Linked DNA regions of Mus musculus: all the other regions are linked to region 1. Evidence: chromatin contacts called from public HiChIP or PLAC-seq data. All regions are on one chromosome and are shown on one strand. Each heading gives the region's core, a stretch centred on a gene start, on an enhancer-like site or on the middle of the called end of the contact. The rest is flanking DNA. Distances are from core to core; before and after follow the strand shown. Region 1 holds the start of Akap11 (A kinase (PRKA) anchor protein 11). Region 2 overlaps Tnfsf11 (tumor necrosis factor (ligand) superfamily, member 11). Region 3 has its middle 12 kb from the start of Tnfsf11.

Region 1 (2,586 bases), core at 55-2,554:
TACCATCCTTTCTCCCAAAGGATTTTCTTCTGTTTCCCTGACGAAGCCCTGGAATTCAGAGGCTTGAGAAGGCTAGCAAATCTCTCACTACAGTTCTGGGCCTCCAACTTCAGAATCTTCAACAACTGAGAAACATCACTGGGCACAGAGTATATACTGCCAATTCCTTTCCAGGCAGATCAGTTGAGCAGTTCTGTAGCTATCTACATTAGCCACAGCTCAGCTTATAAACCCACGTCTTCCCCAATTCCCTCATATCCCTTCATCCCTCATAAGTCAGTTACTAACTACACAACTAATTGCTTAATTTACTGCCAACCTATGATTCACAATCCTGCCTGGAAAACACAATCAAGTATGAATAACCAGGTTATTCCTTGAAAAAAATGCTTCTATAGTTTGAAAGATTAGGTGGGACTATTGAAAATGACATCAATCATACTAGGCTGCCTTTTACCAGCACACACACCAACACATACACACACACACACCAAGCAAACACAAAGACATTAAAACAAAATCACCTTTGCATGAATAAATACTCCATCTTTCCTGATGCCCTTATTTTATATATTTTCATACATAACAAAATTGAGTACCAATATAAATAACACTGCTAACAAGGTGAGAAAGATGCAAAGGAAAACAAGCGATTTAGAAGCAAATGGATAATCACAAGGCTATAAAAGAACTGCGAATATTAACTCCAGTATGCGCCAAGGCCATTAGCGATGTGTCTCAGCAGTATTGCTCACCGCAAAATGCCTTAATGCCTAAAGCTAAGCCACCTCCAACTAATAGGGTTTTTTTTTCTTTTCTTTTCTTTTTAAAGACCGTAGGCAGAGCTAAAGGACTGTCACCAAGCTATACCAGGGGTTTAGACTGTACTGTCACTGTGGTCTGGCCAGCCCATTTTCTATTTGATAGCGCAATTCGGATGCTTGGCCAGCCTGGAGGCGACGTGACAGCGATGCAAACAGCGGCATCTGGGGTTAGGGCAGCGCCGGGGACCTGGGTTCGGACGCTGACAGGGAAGGATGCTGCTGCGGAGGACAAAGTGCACCGTCCTCCCGCCCGCGCCCCACGCAGCGAGGCCACGGCGCCCGGCCGCAGTCTGGACCCGGCCCTCTGGCTCCCGGTTCCCTGCCCCGCTCACCAGGCGGCACAGCCTCTCAGCTCCCGGGCATGTCAGCCTCCCGTCACGGCCCGCAACGCCCGGTGGCGCGAGCCGCAGCGCAGCGGCGCTCCCCCTCGCCCGCCCCAGCCCGCGACGCCACCGCCGCCGCCTCCCCACGCCGCCCACTCACTCTCGCGAGAGCCGTCGCACCTCTCGCGAGAACGACCCCGTGGCCGAGCCCGCGCAAAAGGAACAAGGGGTGGGGGGAAAATATCTTCCCACGTGCTCTGGAGGGCAAAGCTGCGGGTCGCCCGTCACGTGACGCGGAGGCGCCCTCTCCATTGGCCAGGCGGCCCTCGGCCCGTGGGAGCTTTAAACCTCGAGCTGACCTACGAACTCTCGGCTGACGTCTTGCGCGCTTCCTGGTGCGTTGCCTTGGGAACGGCTTAACCCTTTCCTCTGGCAAGCGCCCGAGCCCAGGATGCTGGCATCCCATCCGCCACCCTTAGACCTTCCTGGGGCTGGTTTCCCACAGCCAGTGGCAGCCCACGACATCAGGGGTCCAGACACAGCCCATCCTTCAGAATGGGTCTGCCCGGTTCCCAACATCATCAGGGGAAACCACTGAGGAAGCCTTGGGCCCAATCGGAACCTCTGGAGTCAGTCTAAAGGGCAGTGCACTTCCCAACCCCACGGGCCATTGAAATTGGAAAATAAGGCTTTGACCACCAAGAAGCCTAGCCTTGGGTGACAAGCTGTGTGATTCCTGTTTAAATCAGAGGAATCGGTGCAGTCATGTTGCATGGTCTCCTCAAGGACATACGGTCCTCAAACTGGCCGAGAGATGAGAAGGACATTTTGAAGTAGATGCTCCTTATTTGTTTTATCCTCTTTAGGGGAGAGAGACAAGAAAGAGTACAGTCATATCTTCGTTCTCTTCAACAGCTTTTGGCTGCTTTCCTTACACGTTTTAGGCATAATTCCAGGTTGTCTATTGAACACTATGAAGACAAATAGATTAGGTTGTTGAGAGCTGGGGCCGGGTTGGGGGAGGGGGTGGATATCTGTAGGTGTTAACTCGCAGATTATCATCATCTGATGGTGGTGGTTACAATTGGGCCACTGCTTGGGGGTGGTGCCCTTGTGGGAGGAAAGATTCAGGCAGTGATTTGGATAGCAGCCCTACATCGCTAGCAGAAAGTAGAATAATTCACAAGCCCCAAATCCGGATCTAATCTAGCACATTTGAATAACAAGAAATAAACTTGGGATGATAATAGAGGCTAGATCCCTTACTGCTTCATCAACCAAGAAAAGAACTGGGAGTTTAGTCTACAATGAAAAGCTTTGACCTCTTAAAGGGGGGAACAATAACAATTAGTTTAAAAAAAAAAACAAAAAACTAGTAAGCTCTTCCCTGTAGAGAGTGAATTTTACGGAAGCTGAAACAACAAGGAACTCGTCCAGGT
Region 2 (2,586 bases), core at 48-2,547, 250 kb before region 1:
AAGTCCTTGGCTGGCTCTAGGGATTTCAACACTTCCAACCAATTTCTAAACCGCCTTTACAAACTGCCAAATAACTAACTACTAGGAACAAGACCCCGAGTATATAAGATTAAATTGGTTTTATGTTTGTTTGACTGCAATCTGGATACCATCCTTCTAAATAATAAAAATATATGTCCCAGCTGCCTAGGTTCCATGTAAAAGGTCAAGTTATTGGAGTCTGGGTTTATCAGTCTGAAATCCCATTTGGACTGTGATAGGAATCACGTGATCCATTGGTACCTGTCAATCAAATCACGGGAGAAGCAATTTGTACAGCCAGATGCTCCCGACACTAGACACTATCGCAGCAGTCAGTAGCAAGGGTCTCAGGTGGCTGCCTCCCTCTGCAATACCACAGCAGCTGCAGGGACATCTGGCTGGTTGAACAAGGATTTAACACCCCGCTTGCCAGATATAATACAGGGTTCATACACTTGTTAACATATGTAATGCATTCATTTTAACATCTTAATGATACCCTTCATGTAATTCTTCTCCAACCTAGTTACAAGAATAGTGCATTCATCAGCCAGTTAGCACTTGAATGCCACACTCCCGGCTCTTTCTGGAAATGAATAGTCCATTTCCCACTCCTGCTGGGAAGTCCTGTGGACTTCTACTTGGTAAATAGCTCAGAAATCCTATCTCCTCCTCCCGGGCCCAGGCTGCAGCATCAAGATCCCATCACTCCTCAGGAAGACAATTGCCTCTTCCTACCTAATCTCACAGTCTTTGTGCCACAGACAGATGCATGGATGGTGGCAGGAAAAAGCATCTTAAGTACAAGGGGAACTTGTCCCTCCTCTTCTTGAAATCACTTGGTGACTTCAGGAACAAGTACAGTCCTAAGGTTTATAAGGCCCCCTCACGACTGGGCCTCTGTGATATTGCAAGATAGATAGAGGGAGAGACAGACAGACAGACAGACAGACAGAGACAGAGAGACAGAGAGAGACAGAGAGAGAGAGAGAAGGAGGAGGAGGAGGGAGAGAGAGAGACAGAGAGACACAGAGAGACAGAGAGAAGAAGAAGAAAGAGGAGGAGGACGACGAGGACGAGGAGGACGAGGAGGACGAGGACGAGGAGGAAGAGGGAGAGGGAGAGAGAGAGAGAAGGAGGGAGGAAGGGAGGGAGGGAGAGGGGGGATAGGAGCATCTTCTGTTATTCATAAACCTTTTTCAACCAGACCTATTCATGCCAATGAGATAACTCAAGGGATGGGAGCTGGTTGCCAAAGCAACCAAGTACACGATTAGGAGATAGGAATTTTGCAAGGCGTATCCCACTGTCCTTCCACATCTTAAGACTTAGAAACTGTTTTGGTCAAGGGGAAAACTGGAACACTTGCTATCTGAAGTCTTTGGGTGTAGAGAAAGCAATAAGCTGTTAACTGAGCTGACTGCCTGGCTTCATAGCTCTTCCTCCCCTGTGGGCCACCTCCTCCCTCAAGGATGCTGGCAGCACTGTGGGTAGATGCCGGCAGTACTGTGTGGAGCTGCTTCTGATGGTGCCGGGTGCCAGAACCTGGCTTCCCATTCATGGGCACCATTGATACCTGCTGCTCCTTTTGCTAAACCTGAGAATCTTGAGGAGAAAAGACCAAATCCACGATTGTCCAATTAAAGCAAGCAAGCTGTAGTTTGGGATGCACCACGAACTCGTCAGCCAGATGACTCACCCTAAGTCTCAGGATTCAAGAGAGCAGCCCCTGCTGGCCTCATGAAATTCCTTTTTTTTTTTTTTTAAGAAGAGGTAAGGTGTTCACAGGGGTGAGAGTTGGCTATTATATACATTGTTAGAAAGAATGATAGGGATGGAACGAGGGTACAGTGTACATCACGTACACGGGGTTGCAGTTTACATCAGATTTAAGAAATGGGTGCTTGGTTCCAGATCCTGGGTCAAGGGACTGAGATGCTTATCTTACACACCAAAGCAGACCTGGCCTCCAGGTTCTCCCAGCATCCCTCAGTCCCTAGCTGGCATACTCTGCCCCCAACCGTGAACTTTCCAGCCCAGGGGCTGGGCTGCCCTTCCCTTAGGGGCTCTTCTCTATATAATCCACACATTTTGTTCTCCTCCCTCTCTTCTCTCTCTCTCTCTCTCTCTCTCTCTCTCTCTCTCTCTCTCTCTCTCTCTCTCCCCTTCTCTCTGTTCATGCACACTTTCTCTCTTTAGTTCCCCCCTCTCCTCTCTCTCTTCCAATGGCGACTTCCCTGGCCTCCTTCCCAGGGGCCAGAGAACTCGCCCAAGAGTAGCTTCCCAACAAACCTTTCTTTAATATAATCTAATCTGGCTGGAATTGGCTCATTTGACCAGCGGAGAAATAACTTATCAACAGAAACCTATTCTTAATTACAAATAGAAACCTTAATTTGCAAGGGCTTAACATAGGACAAACAGGAACTTATTTTTAACTGCCTTAAATGCAAAAAGAACCCTTAACATGCAAGGAATATTGTTTCTGTTTTGGTTCCCCATTGACTTGCAAGGTGTATCGTTCCTGGTTTGGTCTTGTACCTAGCCAGAATGCCCTAGTGGTAC
Region 3 (2,586 bases), core at 38-2,537, 220 kb before region 1:
ACTTCATCGGGGTTTTTAGTGACTCCTTGAAGGCTTCGCTCCGGAAACTTATGACTGAAGATGCCTAGCCCCAGCTGAGTGCTTAAAGCACTTCCCCCACCAATCAGCTTCTGTAATGCCCATCCCATTTGCTTTCTTCCAGCCAGCCTGCCTCATGAGGTGCCTTCTTGGATCAGGTCCCTTTGACGTTTGTCCTCAGACTGTCTCCTTTCTGGTCACCCACGACTTGTCCCTGGGATACACTTGGTCCTGTTGTCAGTGAAAACAAACTATGTTTTCACAGTGTGCCACTTTGTCTCAGCTCTGCTGCTGGACAGACAGCCACTACCATGGCTTCTAACTTTTAGACTTCTTAGAAAAGGATTAAAATTTCACTCTCTGCACCTCAACAAATATCACCTTCCCCAGCTGCTCCTCTGAAAAACACTTCTCAAGTAATTTTCCCATTTGGTCAGGTTTGCTTTGCTTACCCAGCCCTCCTTTTTGCTAATAGAATTCTTTGAAACCCCCCCCCCCCTCTCTCTCTCTCTCTATCCCTCCCTCCCTCCCTCCCTCTCATTCCTACTTTACCCTACTGTCACACAAGCAGACAGCCACTTACCGTATAGTATAATTAGCAAAATGTCTTGGGAGCACATAAGAGAAGTTTTTAACCTTGGCCATAAAAGACTTGTTGAAGGAAGCCATATTTAAACAAGACTTGTGGGATGAGTAATCATTATTTAAGCAAAGTGGGAAAATATAGGGGCCAAGAAACAAAACAGGATGTATTCAAGGAACTGAAAGTTTAGTGTCACAGCGTGTGAGGATAGAACGTGTGAGGAGAGACCAGGATGCTGAAAAAACAAGCCTTTGTCTCTTCAGATAAAAAGTTGGATTTTCTTCTGAGGCAGTGCAAAGCCTTTAAAATGTTCTCTCTGTGTGTTTTGCTGCATGGTTCAGAAGGTGTTCGAGCTGCAGTGTGGAGGACAGGCTTGTGGAGGAAGATCATAGATGATGGGCAGAGCAAGCCTGGAGGAGAAGTTGGTTATATGGCCACTGCCAAATACAGGCAAGGACCAGCAGTAAATGGCAGAAGTGGTGTGGAAGTAGAATCCTCAGAGCCATTTAGTCAAAGAAGCCACTGGGTTTGGTTGTGAGAAGATGAGGAAGACCAAAGACCCAAGATGTCACCCAAGTCACTGCCTTTACTGAGATGAACACCCAGGAGGAGTCACAGGCTCTCCAGGTCCTGACTGCAGGTCGGAGGAGCCTGTGACATCTTTCCTGCTTCATTACTGAGGTGACTCCTCCTATTCAGCCTTCAGGTCCCTACTCATAACTCCTTCCCACTTCCCGCACACACAGAGACTTAGTTAAACAATGCTTTCACTTTGTCCCTCTCTCACTCACTTCACCTCTATCACTTTCTTTGTTTCAGTGACTCTAATCATTTCTGTGTAGTCTTGAAGACACGGAGTCTGCTTATTTATTATGTGTACCCCGCACCATCCAGCAGTCAAGTTCCTGACACGTGGCAGAGAGAGGCCTCCTGAATTTTAAACCAGATAGGAATGCTTGTGGGGAGGTATTTCTGAGCAGGCATGTTGCAGAAGTAACAGGTGTGGCATCTGCCACCATCACAGCAGACACACAGGTCACTGCTCCACAGCAACACGGCTCTTCCAGCCTGGGAAAGAGAGAGAACTGACCTCTATTCAGATGGGGCTTTGCTCAACACCAAACTGCACCAAAGGTCTGGGCAAACGTCTCATCGAGGCTGTCTAGTTAGAGAACTTTCGTTCTTTCTGTAGTCACAGCTCTCAACCATCAAAAAAGATTCGGATTTTAGAAAAGCCCTCCGTGGAAACTTCAGAGTAGAAGGGACTGGTCTAACCATGAATCTATTCCTGCTCCGTGACAGAGTGAAAGTTTTAGGAGCCTGCCCTAAAACCAAGCAGTTAAAAACGGGGACCTTGTGGTCTCACATCCTGTGATTAAATCCAAGCTGCGCCACTAACAGGAGAGGTGACCTCTATTTCTGGGTCTGGGTTTCATTCTTTGAAAAGCTAAGGTAAAACACTACAGGATGGCTACAGAGCCATGGTGCCAGCAGACCTGAGTGGTGAGAGCTCTGGTTTAGTACTGCCGAGTTGTTTTGAGTTCAGTGTGAGTGGACATATATGGAAACTCCAGCTAACATTGCTTAACATATGTACTGCTGTTCCAACCACTCTTCATCTCGCTGCTATACTCACTATGGCCACACCACAGCATCCTTACTCAACCTGATCATATTTTTGAAACTGAATCTCTTTAGGTGTCTTAGTATGTCCCAGAATTCCTGAGCTCAAGGGATCATCCTGCTTCCGGTCACTCTGAGCAGTTTCAGATGGATTTTTGCTGCTATCATCAGCACCGGAAGTAAGGAAGACCACCAGGAAAGTACACATGATCTATGTTCTTTGCTAACCTGCCTCGGTGGAAGCTGCAAACCCTGCACTAGGAAGAACAAGGCAAGGGGAGTCCAAGTTCAAATGCTTTAGGTCAGACTGGTCCACCCGGTGAGACAGACCCTCATGTCAATAATTGTAAAACTTACACGTG

Evidence for each region. HiChIP or PLAC-seq counts read pairs in DNA pulled down with a chosen protein or histone mark.
Region 2: an H3K27ac HiChIP or PLAC-seq map of embryonic stem cells shows a contact between it and region 1, with 5 read pairs. The contact joins the enhancer-like site here to the promoter of Akap11 in region 1. A contact is called at or near these places in 3 of 39 promoter capture datasets (the 3T3-L1 cell line, hippocampal neurons and pre-B cells), 2 of 15 datasets of contacts at CTCF or cohesin (large pre-B cells and pro-B cells), 3 of 484 Hi-C or Micro-C datasets (B cells and embryonic stem cells), 4 of 115 datasets of contacts at active chromatin or transcription factors (embryonic stem cells and large pre-B cells) and 1 of 9 other capture datasets (embryonic stem cells).
Region 3: a contact with region 1 is called in an H3K4me3 HiChIP or PLAC-seq map of the SCID.adh cell line, with 6 times the contacts expected there. The contact joins the enhancer-like site here to the promoter of Akap11 in region 1. A contact is called at or near these places in 2 of 115 datasets of contacts at active chromatin or transcription factors (the 230-238 cell line and the SCID.adh cell line).

Annotation. Positions count from the first base shown.
Region 1 is chr14:78,535,556-78,538,141 of GRCm38.p6, forward strand. Akap11 (A kinase (PRKA) anchor protein 11) reads right to left here and starts at 1,305. Exons shown (of 12, transcript NM_001164503.1): 1 at 1,157-1,305.
Region 2 is chr14:78,288,609-78,291,194 of GRCm38.p6, forward strand. All of the region lies in intron 2 of Tnfsf11 (tumor necrosis factor (ligand) superfamily, member 11), which reads right to left. Among named protein-coding and RNA genes, the nearest start is that of Tnfsf11, 18 kb to the right of the region's middle. Within about 2 kb of position 1,298, at least 27 of the 459 cell types and tissues checked have an H3K27ac peak or open chromatin away from gene starts, as enhancers often do. A contact at or near this core is called in embryonic stem cells and pro-B cells, where this site is marked.
Region 3 is chr14:78,318,459-78,321,044 of GRCm38.p6, forward strand. No RefSeq gene overlaps it. Among named protein-coding and RNA genes, the nearest start is that of Tnfsf11, 12 kb to the left of the region's middle. Within about 2 kb of position 1,288, at least 18 of the 459 cell types and tissues checked have an H3K27ac peak or open chromatin away from gene starts, as enhancers often do. A contact at or near this core is called in the 230-238 cell line and the SCID.adh cell line, where this site is marked.